Regions from separate parts of the Zea mays genome. Here regions 2 and 3 are each linked to region 1. A link is a contact called in public Hi-C data. All regions are on one chromosome and are shown on one strand. The core of a region is the stretch at or near the end of the contact, and the rest is flanking DNA. Distances in the headings are between cores, read along the strand shown.

Evidence for each region. A called contact is a pair of places that touch in the nucleus more often than the background predicts.
Region 2: a Hi-C map of tassel shows a contact between it and region 1, with 2.8 times the contacts expected there. The contact joins the promoter of LOC100501619 here to the promoter of LOC103653730 in region 1. A contact is called at or near these places in 3 of 25 Hi-C or Micro-C datasets (ear, leaf and tassel).
Region 3: a contact with region 1 is called in a Hi-C map of tassel, with 2.6 times the contacts expected there. The contact joins the enhancer-like site here to the promoter of LOC103653730 in region 1. A contact is called at or near these places in 3 of 25 Hi-C or Micro-C datasets (ear, endosperm and tassel).

The regions. Positions count from the first base shown.
Region 1 is chr4:137,755,001-137,758,435 of Zm-B73-REFERENCE-NAM-5.0, forward strand. LOC103653730 (very-long-chain 3-oxoacyl-CoA reductase 1-like) reads right to left here and starts at 1,741. Exons shown (of 3, transcript NM_001301522.1): 1 at 346-1,741. The coding sequence starts at 998.
Region 2 is chr4:137,538,543-137,541,977 of Zm-B73-REFERENCE-NAM-5.0, forward strand. It overlaps LOC100501619 (Ubiquitin-like superfamily protein), which reads left to right and starts at 1,863. Exons shown (of 2, transcript NM_001196302.1): 1 at 1,863-2,161; 2 at 2,843-3,435. The coding sequence starts at 1,912. The coding sequence ends at 3,033.
Region 3 is chr4:137,969,752-137,973,186 of Zm-B73-REFERENCE-NAM-5.0, forward strand. No RefSeq gene overlaps it. Among protein-coding and RNA genes, the nearest start is that of LOC542333, 130 kb to the right of the region's middle. Within about 2 kb of position 1,565, at least 18 of the 20 cell types and tissues checked have an H3K27ac peak or open chromatin away from gene starts, as enhancers often do. A contact at or near this core is called in ear and tassel, where this site is marked.

The sequences.
Region 1 (3,435 bases), core at 491-2,990:
ATCATACGTCAGATCTGGACATTTCAAGTAATCCTAGACTGATGGAATTTCAGAGCCCAACTAGTTGTAGCATCTGAATGCGTGTCTAACTAATTCCCCCCTATGATTCCATCAGAATCTGGCATGACCAACACGCAAGCCAAGAGTTCACATTGAAGGCGTTTTCTCTGATTCCCGATCCCAGTGTTCCCAAACCAAGTACAGACAGGCAAAAAAGGCATGCTCCTTTTTTTCTCAATCAATCAATCCTACTACCACTACCACCATCTATCCAACAACCGAGCCAGTAAATAGCCAAGGATGCCAGGAAGCAGTAATTCGAGAGCAGGAAACCGGGGAACTCACGCTTTGGTGGCGGCGTAGACGGAGTAGAGCGGATCAGAAGGCACGACGGAGGCGGCGCCGGAGCCGATGTTGACAATGGCGCCGCGCTTCCGCTCGACCATGCCTGGCAGCACGGCGTGCGTGACCCGCGTGACGCCCTCGACGTTGACCCGGATGAGGCTGCGCATCAGCTCCTCGTCCACCTCGTGGAAGTAGCGCGCGTACGGGTAGGACAGCCCGGCGTTGTTGACGAGCACGCCGACGTCGAGGCCACGGATGGAGTCCTTGAGCGCCTCGACGCCGGCCGCGAGCCCCTCGCTGGCGAAGTCGAGCACGAAGGTGCGCACCTCGGGGACCTTGGGGTGCTTGGCCCTGATCTCGGCGGCCACGGCGGCCAGCTTCTCCGGGTTGCGGCCGACGAGGACGAGCCCGAGCCCGGCCGCGGCGAGGCGGAACGCGACGGCGCGGCCGATGCCGTCGGTGGCGCCCGTCACGACGGCCCAGGCGCCGTAGCGGCGGCGCAGGGGCTTCCCCGGGCGGAGGAACGCGGCGTAGACCCAGAGCGCGAAGCGGGCAGCGGCGCGGACGGCCACGAGCAGGCCCACGGCGGCCAGCACCAGCGCCCAAGCCGGCTGCGCGCGGAGGAACTCGACGTGGGCGCACGTGCCGGCCATGGCGCCGTCTGATTCGTGTAGCTGGTCGATGCGGTGCGGTGTCGAGCTTTGGACGGGACTTATTAGTAACGGGGATGGGCTTTCTCTGGTGGTGGGTGGAACTGGTGTACCAAGACTAACCGAACACGAACAGAAATTCTCTCTCGTTGGTAGAGTTCGTATCGACGGACAGATTTCAAATTGGATTTTTAAGAAGTTCTGGTGGTGGTAGTTTTATTAGAAATGTATATAGGTCCGGTGTAGCAAAGAATGCGAGTCAAAGTAGCAAGCAACCTTTGAATGGATGGATCGCAGGTTTACAACAACATGGCCTGGGGGTTTCAAAACGAAGTACCCACACTCTTTGGACACGTCAAACTCATCGACGTGTTTGGTAGGCTCACCGGCACCGCCCAGTGTTTTGCAGACGAACCGTGGCCTGCGAGCTGCGAAGACAGCAGCAGCGGCAGAGATGCAGACGCAGCCACGCAGGTAGGGCTGAACTGGCTGGCATCAGGCATCCGGATTCCGGAGGCCGGAGCAGGTGCACACCAGAGGCAAACCGAGTCCACGGCGGTGCACCGGGCGCAACTTGGCTCTGATGTAGTTACTGTGGAGAGTCTTGACGACGATGGGGACGGCGGTGCTGGCAGGCAGTGGCGGCCTGCATGACGGGTGCCCAGCTCGCTGCCCATCGAGCCGAGGCGCGCCAGCGAGGAGTGGCGCCGTGCCGGACACTGGCAGCATTAACGCACGCGCGGCTGGCGCTGGCGGTCAGGTGGGGAGGAGGGATTAAGGTCGAACAAATAAGCCTAGTTCGGGTGTCCCCATCTAGGCCGGATATGTCTGGATTGGGGACAAATTCAGATTAGCACAATAAAATTTTTAGGTCTAAAACTTCTCATGTTCGGTTAAGTTCATTAAAATTCTAGCCCATAGATTTAAATTTTTTTCGAGCAGGTTATGGATTAGAGCCATGTTATGAAGGGTCTAGAAAAAAATCCGAGGTAAGCGACAAATACAAGCAGTGGATTGGCGGCGGCGGAGAACATGAGGTGCAGACGAGCGGCAGCTGCGCCGGCGACATCCTCCCCGCCACCGGATTGGCGGCAGCGGAGAAGACGAGGTGCATACGAGCGGCAGCTGCGGCAGCTGTGCCAGCGATATCCTCCCCGCCATCGGCAACCTCTACTATGCTAGCAGCCTTCTTTCCGGTTGGTCTCTCTTTTGTTAGATAGGGTTCTTGGGTCGAGTTTGTTCGCTCGTGCGACATGCGTGTGTGCCGCTCGCTCCCCACCTCGCGCGACGTTTCTTAGGTTGAGTCCATTTGCATTGCCTGCTTCTTAGCGCTTGTCAGCATTCTTCTGCTTACAGCCTCCATGCAGGGGTGCACCGTCGGCAGCGATGACCTGCTTCTTACCAGATTGGCGGCTCGTGCTCCCATGAAAATGCCATCGTGCTGTTGCCGGACTTGGACGCCGCCACCTCTTCCAGATTCATGTCGTTGGTCGTGAGCGAGAGATGCAACAGGACTCTTGGAGTTTTATAGCAACAGCAGAAGGAGGAGGTTGGCATGGTGGGCAGTAGGGATAGCAGTATTTCTTTACTCTGAAGAAGGGCACACACCTCCTGAAATGCTAGTCTAATGCATTTTTTGTGGCTAACTGAGTGTCAAATAGTACAGGCACCTGAATTTTTCTGGTTGTAGTTTGTTTGATAAGGTAGCACACTATTCTGAACTTTTAATTTGATAAAGTTACCACCAGTTTAATTATCTAACAACTTGTTTTTCAAATTGTCCCTGCTCTAGTAAGAGTCGGCGAGGACGAGCATCCCCCATCCTGGGTGCTAGTGCTTGACCCATGTTTTCTAAGTACCAACCAAAACCTAAAGAAATTGAATTATATGACATGCGTAACTAGCTCTAGTAATTAGTTTTCCTTATGCCTCTTGATGCTTCTTTTAGCTTTGCTATGGACATGAGCAACAGAGATCACATTAGGAGGGAGGAGGATGATGACTACATCTTCCTTTTGATTCTCCCTTCCCTACATCTCTTGGGCTATCTTGGACATAGTAAAAAGAAATTGAGGCATACATCAGCGTTGACCAGGGAAGAAAATGTTTGGGAGCTACTTGAAGGACATATCATGAACTGTAGGGTATCATTTAGAATGGAACCTTATATTTTCAAACCCTTGGTCAACTATCTTAGAACGGAAGGATTCGTTAAAGATAACAGAATCAAAGTTGAGGAAAAACAAGATTCTTCCTATACATGATTAGCCACAATACGACATTTGAAGATCTCCAAGTCTTTTTTTTGTCATAGCAATGATACGTTTCACCGTGTCATCAAACATTTCTTTGGCATTGTTATCTCTGGCCTTAGCATGTGGTTCCTAAAGCCTCCTTCCAATCAAGTTCATCTACAAATTCATGGAGACAACCGATTTTA
Region 2 (3,435 bases), core at 613-3,112, 220 kb before region 1:
GCACGTTACCGTGAGCAAAGCTGCCGCTAACGGCCTGATCCACGCAGATACGGTGTGGCCAAGTGGCCATGTACCACACGATCCGCCGGCCCCTATCCCTAACATGTTTGGAGACCGTGGAAGCATGGATCCAAAAACCGCGATCCACCGAACGGCCTAAATCGCCGGGGAATCGTCGTAGACGCCATGTGGCCAGGTGGTTGTGCGATTGTACCATGTCCGGCCGCCGGATTGCAGGAACATGGGCGACGCCGACGCATGCAATCGCGACGATGCCTCTGCAAACATCATCTCGTCCGCAACCTTAATGCACGGCGCTGCACCCATGGCTGGCCGCACGAAGGTTCTCTGGCCGGATCGCGAGTATTATTCCACCTGATCCGTTATCCACACCATCTTATCTTGAATCACCGTATGTATTAACTTCATTTAAGTTTATGTATGACCGACCTGACGATGATACAAAATAAGCTATTTTGATATTATTAACTTGCATCCACTTATACACTCAAAATTATCGTATCTATCTGGTCGGGACAGTGCCAGCCTGCGCATGGACGCGCGCGCGGTCATCCAATCAGGCTCATTGTGATTGGCATCATCGTCAGGTCGGCCATACGAAACTCTTCGTTAAGCCGACCTTGTTCGGGAGAGCTTCACTTTAAGAATTTCAACTTGGTTCCAACTTATTCCATTTAAACAGGTCCAGCTTCACGAGCTCTAGCTTTTTAAAAATCGAAATTAGAAGTAAGTTTCATCAAATTCATGAAGCTCCTTAAAAGGTGATTCAAAAATACTATTTTTATATCTCTTCATAAAGCTATACGAAAATTATCCACCATCCCACTGATTATACAACATACAACTTGCGTTCTCTCTCGCGACAACCCACTAATTATGAAGGGTAATCAAGAAAACTCAGACAAATCAATTATACTATAAAAGATAGAGTCCATATGCAAGCCAAATGCTATTAGAACCCACCTTAACAATTTGCTGGAGTTATTTTATAGTAAAGCTAGAAAACTAAAGTTGAAGTTTTTGAAGTAAAGCTATCCTAAACATGCCCTTAAGGGCATGTACAATGGTGTTTAATGTGGAGGCTATTAAGGTGTTTAAGGGGGTTATTTTTAAAAAAATCTTAGAGTCGTCTCTCCGTGAAGAGACGCCTCTGGCTCGTAAACCAAGTAGCAACAGACGCCTCACTTCCCACTGTACGAATTTGTCGTCTGTTCTATCGATCTGATGCTATACAAATACATTTAATTCTGTATTTATTAATAGACTACGTTTATAGACACTCCATTGTACAATAGAGTCTCTTACTTGTTTCCTGTGCTTGGAGAACCGTTTTGGTGTCTCTCCACTGTACATGCCCTAACAACAACGTTTTATCTGTACTTTCATTTCATTATTATATAGCGGTCCTTAAACAACGTAAAGAGAAACGCAACCGACCATCCCGCCAATCATCCAGTCCTTCGCCGCAATCCGAGGCCCTCTCATCATTCCTGGTCACCCTCCCATGTGCAGACCAACAAATAGACCTCCACGCAAGGCAAGTTTCGAAGCATTTCGAGGTCTATAAGGGCAACATGCTTGCCCTCGTCTGTTTTTTTCTTAAAAAGAATTCATTTTGGGCCCCGCGCTAACTCTGGACTTGTGCAGAGATTGCATGCCGCGGCGTTGTTGGACTCGCCGGCCCTGGACTTTAAACAACACGCACGGCACGCTTCTAAAGCCATCCTGCCAGCCCCCCTGTGCAAGTTGCAACCGCCGCGCCCCCCCTCGCCGGTCCTCGATCGCCGCCCTATATATATATCCACACGCGCACACAGCCTTGGCACTGGCACCAGAGTCACCACAGAGCCTCAAACCGGTTGCGGGACACACAAGCAGGAACCAGCAGCCATGATGATCAAGCTGAGGTACTCCAAGAGGCTCTTCAAGAGGAGCTCCTCCTCGTCCAAGCAGCAGGCGGCCCCTCGTGGGGGCGACAATGGCGGCGGCGGCGCAGGGGAGATCGAGTGGGAGGTGAGGCCCGGCGGGATGCTGGTGCAGAAGAGGGAGGAGGGGAGGGGCGGCCAGGAGACGGTCACGGTCAGGGTGTCCACCGGCTTCTCCTGGCATCACGTGTCCATTGGAGCCACCTCCACTTTTGGTGAGTACACTGCTCCGGCCAGTCTTTCGGTTCTCTCTCCGTCTCGTTCTCGCTCGATCGATGGGTGGATTCCCTTTACACGTAGTACATATTTTCTGGCGCTGCTGAAGTGCTGATACATTGGCAGCAGCACGTTTGTTCTTGGAACTTGATTTCACACATATAGCTAGTTCCTCCTTGCAAGTTTCCATTGAAATTGTTTAGCTTTCCTCCTGAATCGAATCCTTATTATATGAGGAGAGAAAAAAAGGGTAGGAGTAATAGAAAAAGATCCAGCTATGTTCCTCCTCATCAGTGAATGGGACTATGGGAGTAGGTGTTTGGTAGTTGCTGGATGCACTCAGGGTCCGGACTGTTCGCTTCGAATTAAAGCAGCCTGCTTAGATTTATGCAGCTGTAATTTATAAAAACAAAAATATTACAGAAGTAGTAGAAGCTGATATAGATTAAAGTCAAGCGAACAGTCATGTTTCTGCTGATACATGCAATGCAGTGACTGCCAATATGCCAGATGCCTTAGAACCAGCCAAAATTAATTGCACATATGTTGGAACCCTTGGTTCATCCTGTTTTTCCCATCGTTGTCTAAATGACGTGTTTATTTGACAGTTTGAGCTCCATTTAAAAGAGTGTCCTTCTTAGCTCTGTTGTAATTAACAAGCTTGTCTCTAAAAAATGTAGGGGAGCTGAAGGTGATGCTGTCCATGGTGACAGGACTGAAGACCCGGGAGCAGAGGCTGTTGTTCAGGGGTAAAGAGAGGGATGACACCGACCACCTCCACATGGTTGGGGTGAGGGACAAGGACAAGGTCCTTCTTCTAGAGGACCCGGCGCTCAAGGACATGAAGCTCCGGGCTCTCTCAGCCCCCTAAACGACCTTCTTCTTTTATTCAATTGTAACCCGCACCGCAGCTTGCTATCGTGCTAACTATTACCACTGCTTATTAGTTACAGAGTACAAGATCGTACTACTACTTAGTATCTCGAAGGTACTTCTAGTTCCTGGAAGATTTTTTATAATCCGGAATCCGAGGGTTTTGTTCTATGAAGCCCTCTTACTTAGTCCACTCGTACTCTTAGTGCCACTCCATGGAAGGGGCTAAGGGTCCCTGAAGATGAGAGTGAGAGAGCCTTTTGATCATGTTCTAGCTTAGCTTGTTGCAAGTGTGATTTGAAGCCTAGTGCGCTGGGGTTTCTTTTATGGCCATTTCTCTCTCATTCCTCTACATTCATGCGTGGGTCATGGATAGGCATGAGAAAAGATTGTACGTACG
Region 3 (3,435 bases), core at 315-2,814, 210 kb after region 1:
TTTGTTATAGGGTTCTTGATCATACATTCACTCGATCAAACACAGTTTGGTTCTGAAGTTGATCTAATGCCACCGTTCGTCTGATTTCAGACTGATACTCGATTGATAGCCCATCTTCAAGTCCATTTTTCTCCAATTTCCATATAGCTCTAGGGCTTAACCACTAATCAAACTTAGACTACTATAGTAGCTCTACAATTTTGTTATAGTAACCCATGGTAAAATCCCCATAGATTAAGAGATACAGGGACCCAAAGTCAACATAATCTCACTGTTTTTAGAGTTAAGCCATATGGGTGCCTTTGAGACTTTTTGCAATTTACTCCAATTTGTTCCACAAAACTTGAAAATCTCCAAATGGAAAAGTTGCTTAATTTTTGTTACTCTACCACTTTGATATATGCACTTTGGTCCAAAAGTGTATAGAAATTGATCTCATCTCATACAACAATAATTAGGGTTTCTAGAGTCCTTATTAGGGTTTAAGTGTTCTAGGGTTTAAGTGGCACTCAAACTCTCTAAGTTTAGTCTCTTTTGAACATCTCCACTAACTTTTGAGATCATACTCAATTTGTTATCTCAGACACCCACATACTTCTAATCCTTGGGTAACTACCCTATCCTAGGGTGAAAGATCAAGTCAAGTCATCACACCACAAGGTTGTTTTGAGATTTTAGCCTAGTGGATGCACTCTAGGTGTAGCATACATAATGAAATGTCAATGCATATGATGACATGCCCAAGTTTTAGTTCTTGGAACACCAGGGGTGTTACAGTAGCAATACAAACAAACATGGTATAGGCAAAATTAACATGACACCAAACATAAGCACAAACTGTATAGTAATATTCTATGCGTCGTAACGAGATCGTCTGTTCGAGAATCACTAAAATCGGAGTTACGGTTAAAAAGGTACAATTTTCTAAGGAGTTATGTGTTTAAATAACAAAACTATGTTTTAGGTTGACTATAATTCATGTGATAAAGATATTACAAAGAAATAACTTTACCGAACCTTATTCTAAGTTATAAATTAGTTAGAAATTATATCTTCGTCATATTATAACCATATACCAGATTAAAAGATTGCTTCGTCCATTGTATTTATAGAAGCTAATTGAGTACTTTATTAATTTTGAAAACATGGTACATGACTAAACAATGTTACTAGTGTGGGAAATTTTGTTACGAAGCCAACAAATATTGAACGGCTTAAATTAGAGCTAAGACACAAAAGTTATGAATTTTATAAGTTCTTTATACATTTTATATTAACTTTTATACTAGAAATGATTATCATATGTATTTTTCCATAGTTCTCGGATTTCTTTAATCACTAAATAGGAAAAGGACGGCGGGTTAAATTACTAAAAAGTCTAGGGTCTGGTTTGTAAGAACTTGGACTACTTTGTAATGATCCTCGTATATGGGCGGACTGTGGAAAAATAATAAAAACCACAGGGTCTCTTTCGCATAATTGCGTCAATGAAGGGGTACACTCTATTCGAGGTCGTTAGATCAATTTCGGATGGCCTAGATTAAATCAAGGCAAGACCCGAACCGGTATGCGCTGAACACCATTGATGCCGAGATCAGCGGCCAAGATAAGATCTCATCCCCTGGTGAACCGGTATGCTATGACTGCCCTCCGATCTTGATTCGGTGTCCAGGATCTAATGCCCAAATAGGTAAACAAGACTTCTAATCCTGGCCATCTACCAAGGATCCCACGGTGTGGCAATCATCCATCGACCGACCGCCCCAAGCGGCAGCATAGACGCCCTGGCACCATGGCCGGAGCACGACCTATCCTCGCTCCCGAGTCCAAATCTTGAGCCTAGCTGGTGGTATAGGGAGAGAATGGTAAGTCTAACGATGTGGTGGATTCCTCACCTCAGGTCCGGGCGAAGATGATCCGGTCAACGCGACACAGCGGCTCCATGATGCATGGTGGCCCGACGGCGATGCCCAAGCACCGGTGTGGAATCCCTGGGCCTAGCTGCTCCCAAGGCGTCAATCCAGCCACGGTGTCGAAGCCCGGCCATGCCCCAATCTGCGGGGACACTACGAGGATCGCTACACCCCACTATGCTTGCTCTCTCGTGGCTCAGCTCAAGTCTAACGATGGTGACGACATGAACTCAGCGGCGACACCCTTCTCTCCCCCTCTCTCTTTCTTATGTTGGATTCGAAGGTCTGCGGATGGCAAAGAGGTCATTGGACATGGGTTTATACTCGCTGCCTAAGGAGTGGGAGGGGTCCGCATCGCCTAGGGTGGCCGAGATCCACGGCGGAAGCGACCATGCGCAGCCTTCGGTGGGTTGTTACAGGCTCAACAATCAACAGAAGAAGGGGATGATAAAGCTGTGATCAGGAGCCCACCTGGCGGTGAGATGGAACACCCAGGCACGAGCGCCATAGCGACTGACAACGCGTGCCCCGATTGTTAGTGAGTCCGAGCACGAGCTCGGCTGGTTGGGCCACGCAGACCACGAAAATGGGCCGCGAGGGGGATTTCGGCCCAAGTGAGAGGTGTGCATATTTTCTCTTTTTCCTTTTTCTGTTTTCTTTTCTCTTTAGAGTTTCATATTCCAAATTTTGAATTCAAATCAGAGTTTCAAATTCTGATCTAAATGCAGCAACCAAAATCTTGACATGCGTGCAATATATACTTATTATTTTTATATTTCATATTAACTATTGTATTTCAAATGATACGAATGTGTTGCACACACACAAAGAACTTTAAATTTTCAAGAGTTATATTGTTTGTCCAATTAAAATATTATTCAAAACTTAATGTTTTATGATTATTTATTTCGTTTGCTCTTTATGGAAAGATAATTCAATTTAAGTCTTATGAAGAATACTTCTGAACCTGTACTTAATTGAAACTATTAATTTATATGAGGATCCTTCATTTAAATATCTTGTTTTAAACCATAATTTTTTAAACCTTAGGATAAAGTTTTCTAAATTATCCAAAATATGATTAAAGTTGTTACAGGGACGAGGTGACCAAAATCACCAAACGCGAAACGATCGAGGGAGAACTTGATCGATCCGTCCTCAACAAAGGAGAAAAGCCACAAGCAATGTACAGCCGGCTCAAGACGATGGTGAACCAAGTCCGCAATCTTGGGAGCACCAATTGGGATGACCATGAAATGGTCAAGGTTATTTTAAGATCACTTGTCTTTCGTAATCCCACTCAAGTACAACTAATCCGTGTAGATCCTAGATATAAACAGATGGCTCTCGAGGAGGTAATCAGCAAGTTTGTGAGCTTTCAACTTATGATCAAAGACTCCAAACATATTGTCAACTTGGAGCAAGGCGCCACCTCCACACCCGAGGTGCAACCCGTTGCATTCAAATCAATGAAAGAAAAGAAGGAAGAGTCTACACCATCAAGTAGACTCCCAATCAACGC